Linked DNA regions of Gossypium hirsutum: region 1 is linked to region 2. Evidence: chromatin contacts called from public Hi-C data. All regions are on one chromosome and are shown on one strand. Each heading gives the region's core, a stretch centred on a gene start, on an enhancer-like site or on the middle of the called end of the contact. The rest is flanking DNA. Distances are from core to core; before and after follow the strand shown. Region 1 overlaps LOC107919487 (putative multidrug resistance protein). Region 2 holds the start of LOC107918464 (protein NDR1).

Region 1 (3,344 bases), core at 535-3,034, 37 kb before region 2:
AATAGAGCTGAAAAATGTGTTCTTTGCATACCCAACCAGACCTGACCAATTGATATTTAAGGGCCTAAACCTTAGAATTGAAGCAGGGAGGACAGTTGCACTAGTCGGACAAAGTGGTTCCGGAAAATCTACCATTATCGGACTTATTGAGAGGTTTTATGATCCGACGAAAGGATCAGTATTCATAGATGCGCAGGATATAAAGAACTATAATTTAAGAATGCTGAGAACACATATTGCACTTGTGAGTCAAGAGCCAACCCTGTTTGCAGGAACGATCCGCGAAAATATTGCCTACGGGAAGAAGAATGCTAAAGAATCCGAGATACGTAAGGCTGCAAAGCTTGCCAATGCTCATGAATTCATAAGGTATGTAAACTGCATTATAAAAAACTAATCAAGAACCGAAAACTCTCAAATCATAGCTGCAAACTCTCTAGTGTTAATTTTAGAGCTTTATTAGTCAATGAAAACACCATTTTTGTGTTGTAATTTTGCAGTGGGATGAAAGATGGTTACGACACAAATTGTGGAGAAAGAGGGGTTCAACTATCAGGGGGTCAAAAACAGCGGATCGCACTCGCACGAGCCATACTAAAAAACCCTTCAATTCTCCTGCTAGATGAAGCCACCAGTGCACTTGATAGTGTCTCAGAAAAATTGGTTCAAGAAGCACTTGAGAAGATGATGGTGAGCAGAACATGCGTGGTGGTCGCTCATCGGCTATCGACCATTCAAAAAGCTAATACCATCGCCATTATCAAGAACGGGAAAGTTGCGGAACATGGTTCGCATAATGAACTGCTTTCCTTAGGCCGTGGTGGAGCATATTATTCGTTGATAAAACTACAGGGTGGGAGTTCTCCTTATAGGTAAAACCTGAAGTTTGAAGTTGAAGACAATATGATTCGGTTATTCACCAGTTTGTAGATGTGAACAAAGGATTTTTGTTGATTGCCTTGCTTTGATATGTAGACATTTATAACTTCAATGATAAATATAGTTACATTTCAATATTAATATATGTCATAATTCTTTGTATTTTTTTAATAATACATATACAAACAGAAAATCAATGTTTTTCGATGCCCGATCGAATAGCTAGAAAAGCAAAAGATAAAATAACCCATAAATGGACTCTTTTCTTTTAATTGTTTTAGATTTTTTAGTTGATTTATCTGAACTCTCTTGATTTTTTGGTTGATTTTGAGTTTTGTACTATGTTTTTTCTTTGCTATGGTTCAGTCGTCTTCTCTTGATTGGAGGAAATTGTTTGACTCTATTCTTGAGCAAACTTTGGAAATTTTCCCTCCGTTGATTCAGGATGGCTCTAGCATTGTTATGCCTCCGAGTGATGTCTTTGAAGAGGGAGTTCGACGGAGGCAATTTTAGTTGGTGGCTCAATTTTTGGGCGGGCTGCCAAATTTTGGATCGATCCAGAGGGGGTAAACAACGTGATTGTGGAGGTAAAATTGGCTGGAGACAACTTGTTCATTTTTCAATTCACTATTTCAGAAGCTCGAGACTGAGTTTTGGAGTATGGCCCTTGACATATTCAAAATAAACCTATGATTTTGCTCAAATGGAAACCTAATTTGCAGAAATTAGAGTTTAATTTGAATAAAATGTCTGTTTGGATTCAACTTTCTCATGTTTGTTATGGAATGGCTCCAACAGTCATTTTCATATTTTTGTTATTGCTGTTACTTCGTCTCTTTGGAATGCTGCGTTTTAATTCTTATTGCTGTTCTAGTTATACGGTGCGTTTTGACCAATAGATTAGCATTAACTTAAATGATTCGTTTTGCAAGAAACATTGTTTATTGAAACGGTATGGTTTAGGCTATTGTTACTGTTATTTGTTAGTCCTTTATTTAGTTTCCTTAAATACTAGTAACTAAGAGAAAAATAGTTATGAAATTTAAAATCAAAATTCTTCAGTACTCTCTTCTTCTTCTCTCTCGATCTTTTTCCTTTTCTTTTTCTTTTCTGTTCTTTTACTGTTTCCAGATCCGTTACGTGACAAAGGTATCAGAACTTTGTTGATTCTCATTGCCGCGGAGGGTGTGACCAAAAATAATTGGGAATGATGCAAGGTGAGCTTACTCAACTACAAGTCGAATTCACACAGTTAGATGTAAGGATTGACGCACGTTTGAAGGATTTTTAGGAAGGAATTAAATCTGAGGTTCGTTCAAAGGTACGATCTCAACTTCGTTCTGAGCTCTATTCTTTGTTTGAACAATATTTTGGACAAAATCCTCCTGTTACAGTTACTAGATGTCTAGCAAAGGAAAAGGTATCTTAGGCTTTTCTCCTAATTTTCCAGCAAAGGAACATTTAGTAGTGTCTCCTATGCCAGATCTAGGACATTCGGGTGTGTCTTCGCGAGGAGGGAGTTTGGAAACTGTGAATACTTCTTTTCGAGTAGACTGTCCTCACTTTGATGGTGGAAATTTTAGAGGGTGGTGGTCTAAGTTAGAACAATATTTTGAGGCTAAAGGTTTGGGTAGTTATGTTACATCTAGAGGGAAATACATTAGACTGGCATCACTTTTTTATGCACAGACATGGAGGGTTGCACTAGTTGTCTTGGGAGGTATATGCTAGGGGACTAAAGGAACGTTTTGGATTTGATTCTCTCTTTGATCCCATGGCTGAGTTGGTAACTCTTAAGCAACACGGATCTATTGATCAGTTCCATGATGGATTTCTGAGCTTGTTGAATCAATTAAAATTTCCAGAGACCTATGCACTAAGCATATTTATTAGTAATTTGAAACCTGAGATAGGTCAGTACCTTCGGTTATTTAAGCCTCAAACATTGGTGGAGGGTTATAATTTGGCTAGGTAGGTCGAGAATATTGTGTTAGGACCAATAAGGAAAGGGTTAATTGCTGGTTGTGAAGTTAGTTCTTTTAGACCTTTATTCCCTATCTCTAAAATGCATCAAGGAATTGAGAGCTCAGCAATAGTAGGGGGAACGACAAGTAGTAATTCAGGACAAATAACTCCCCCAAAGTCTTTAGCTTAAGCAGTGTTGGAGGATAGAAGGAAGAAGGGCCTCTGTTTCTGGTGTGGCTCAAAGTACTCACCAGGTCATAAATGTTCCAAGTCTCAATTGTATCAGCTTATTAGTGAGCCATTATGGGAACAGGATTCTGACATGAAGAGTCCAACTTCTGAAGAGTCTCAAGATTATTCTGAGCAATTGGATCTAGTAGATCAAGTTCTAGAAATTCCTACTCCTGTGTTATCATTGCATGCTCTCCAAAGATTGCAGGGACATAATACTATGAGATTTTCAGCTATAATTGGTCAAACTAAGGTGGTTGTATTAGTGG
Region 2 (3,149 bases), core at 455-2,954:
TGCAGAGGAAGGTTCTCTTTCGATTGCTTGGAATAAAGAGTATGTTATGAAGGGGAGGAGCTTTTGGGATGTTGCTTCTAATTTTACAAGTAGCTGGAACTAGAGAAGAATGCTTAAGTTGAAGGAGCTTGCTGCTGGTAGTGTGCAAAGAATTCCTATTAGCAGTAAGATTGCTTCTGCAAGGCTGTGGGAGGATATTAGAGATAAGGGGAGGAAAGTGTGCTGGCATCGATTGTTTTGGTTCTCTTTGCACATTCCTAAGCATTCTATTGTTGCTTGGATGGCAGATTTGAATTGGTTGCCTACCAGGGATCGTTTAAGTTCCTTTGGTCTCAATGTTGATGGGCGTTGCTTTGCTTTGTTCTAGGATTGCTGAAACTAGAAACCATTTTTTTTTTTTAATGTGATTTCTGTAAGAAGGTTTGGGAGATGGTATTGCAGCTTTGTAATATTAACAAAGCTGTTGGAACTTGGGATCAGGAGTTAGCTTGGGCTGCCTCTAAGCTCAAAGGCAAGTCCCTTATTGTTGTTGTGCTTAGATTGCATATATTCATTCAATTCAGTGAGAGAGGAATGAGAGGTATTTTGGGAAGCCTCTTTCTAGTGAAAATTAAACACACTGTTCAGATTAGGTTGATGGGAAAGCAAATTAATAGGGTAGATGCTGTTAATGTTCATATTTGTTCAATACTGTATGTTTGTTATGGTTTTGTTTGAAGTTCGGGGTAATGAAATTAATGACTGGGGTATGAAAATGGGATAGAAATACAATTACCATTTGATACAAATAATTCAATTAAGTTAAAGCCGTTAACATCACCATTTTCTTTCTCTTTTTCTCAGCTACAACAAAGCATCTAAAAATATGCTAAAACCATGAAAAACAACTCACCATAAATCAAGCAAAAGCGAAGAGCAAGAAATTGAACAAAGCTCCAAGCAGCACCACACAAGAATTTCCCATCTTGGGTGCCATAGATCTAAGCCTGATCCCTTTACGATCGACCTTAACACCACTAGCGTTGACCACCACATCTGCTCCAATCCTAATCTGATGCCTCTTCGAATAACCATACAAGGTCTTAAACTTCACCGCCGTCGCCATATCAACCCGGAAAACTCCTGTTCCGTTCTCCGACACCGCTCGTAAAGCCACCGTGGTGTTAGCGGTGCCTTGACCAGGCTTTGTAGCCTTCTTTCTGTAACCCTGGTAAAACCCTGGCATCAAAATGTTACCTATGACATTACTTTTGTTTGGAAAGTCATAAACCGTGACGTTCAAAGGATCATACTTGATCCCTTTGAGCTGGTTGGGGTTGACTAACCTTAGCGTGAGGCTAAAGGTAGGGTCAGCTGTGAGGTTCGAGGCGCTGCTAAGGGAAGGCAAGGATAGAGTTTGAATGGAACATTTGGGGTTTGAAGTATGTATCCATAGCCACATGAAAAGTGCCGACATCCCCAAACTAAAAATGCCGCCACAACATCCACAGCCTCCTTGGTTACGGGAAGCCGACATGTTTTTCCGGCGGCTGGAAATCGGTGAAGTTTTGCAAAAGATGAGATTCAGAAGAAAGGCAAAGATGGAAAATGAAGGGCCAAGAACATGTTGGCTTTGAAAAGCACAGCATATAAAGAATTATTAGCTAACTTCTATTTTAAAATAATAATGTAATAAAGTTGTTTTTATTGTGAATAAGATATAGTGGTGCCATTAATAAAAGACTTCACTTGATATAAAATAATAGCTGAATAATTTCATATGGGCCCAGCTACCAGCTTACCCAAACCCTATACTTGACTAATCCCATTACACCTGAATCAAATATGGATATTTGTGAATTTTTTTTATTTTTTTAATAAACCTTTTTAATTTTAAAAAAATTAAAATTGAATTTTAAATTTTAAAACATTAATATGTAATTTTATCTTTTTAAAACAACAATTTTTCATTTTGCGTAGGCAAAGACCTTGCCTTACCGTAATTTGAGGTGTATTGTATATCACTTTAATTGACACTATCGTTGTAAATGTAAGTCATCAGTAATTTTATAAAATTGTGAGATCGTTTTTGTAAATCTATGTTTTGCATTGTAAGTAAAATATTGCATGAAATTCAAATTTTATAGGATGTTATGTCATTTAAAAACAACAAGTCAAGTAAATTCAGTTTTAGTTTGATTTACATAATTATTGTTGCTATTGTAGAAGAATGTGAGTTTGAGTGCGCTGAAGTGTATTATCCTTTTATTTATGAATTAAAGAGAGATTATGAGTAATTCTAAATATTATGTATAAAAAACAGATATAATAAAAAAATATAAAAAAAATTGTTAAAAAAATCATATATATACACTAAAATAAACATAAGCTTCAAAAAAAGAAATTTTGATTTTAAAAGTAAGTTGTTTAACTCATATTTGTCCCATCAACCTAATCTATCTATAAAAAGAAGAAACATAGAGTACTGTACAAGTGTGGGGTTTTAATCATGACAAGCTAGCAGCTTTCTTTTTTTCCCTTCCATTTGGGCTGAAGCTGGGAGGGATGAAAGAGAGAAAAAAGTATTTATCTATCAATCCCTTATACTTTTCAATCTTTTAAAATTTAGTCTATTGACTTAATTTTAAAATTTTAATCTTTTTACTTACTTTTAGTCCATCTATTTTTTAAATTTAATAAATAAAGTCTAATTGGCAACCTTGTTAATTGATATCTGTTAAATTATATTTAATCTATACATAATTTGGTTGTATTTTCTTAAAAAAAATATTAAACTAGTTATTTTGTAAGTTTATCTAAAGTTTCATTTAATATCTAAAAATAACCCCTTTAAGAAGTTTTTTTTTTTACATTTTCTCTTTAAATCATGTATTTAAAATGGTTGTCCCTGCTAGTATGCAAAATTGGTTTTTTCTAGTAATCTCTTCGAGTGGATGGAAATCAATTTGGGCTCTTCAACTTGGTTGCCTAATGTAGGGGTTCGTTGGTTCGATTTATTCGATTTAATCACTAGGCGCATATGGAAAAATAAGAATCTCTTTATCTTTCAAAATATATCATGGAACTCTGTTGAGACCATGAAGTCTTCGTTAAGTTGGGCCAAACAATACTTTGGAGTGCTTAAGCAATACTCTTTTGGACTGCACAAA

The links. A called contact is a pair of places that touch in the nucleus more often than the background predicts.
Region 1: a Hi-C map of leaf shows a contact between it and region 2, with 2.8 times the contacts expected there. The contact joins the enhancer-like site here to the promoter of LOC107918464 in region 2. A contact is called at or near these places in 7 of 34 Hi-C or Micro-C datasets (anther, hypocotyl, leaf and 1 more).

Annotation. Positions count from the first base shown.
Region 1 is chrD13:50,968,746-50,972,089 of Gossypium_hirsutum_v2.1, reverse strand. It overlaps LOC107919487 (putative multidrug resistance protein), which reads left to right. Exons shown (of 7, transcript XM_016848941.2): 6 at 1-369; 7 at 501-969. The coding sequence ends at 876. Among protein-coding and RNA genes, the nearest start is that of LOC107919487, 5.2 kb to the left of the region's middle. Within about 2 kb of position 1,784, at least 9 of the 9 cell types and tissues checked have an H3K27ac peak or open chromatin away from gene starts, as enhancers often do. A contact at or near this core is called in hypocotyl and leaf, where this site is marked.
Region 2 is chrD13:50,932,231-50,935,379 of Gossypium_hirsutum_v2.1, reverse strand. It overlaps LOC107918464 (protein NDR1), which reads right to left and starts at 1,704. Exons shown (of 1, transcript XM_016848036.2): 1 at 756-1,704. The coding sequence starts at 1,516. The coding sequence ends at 899.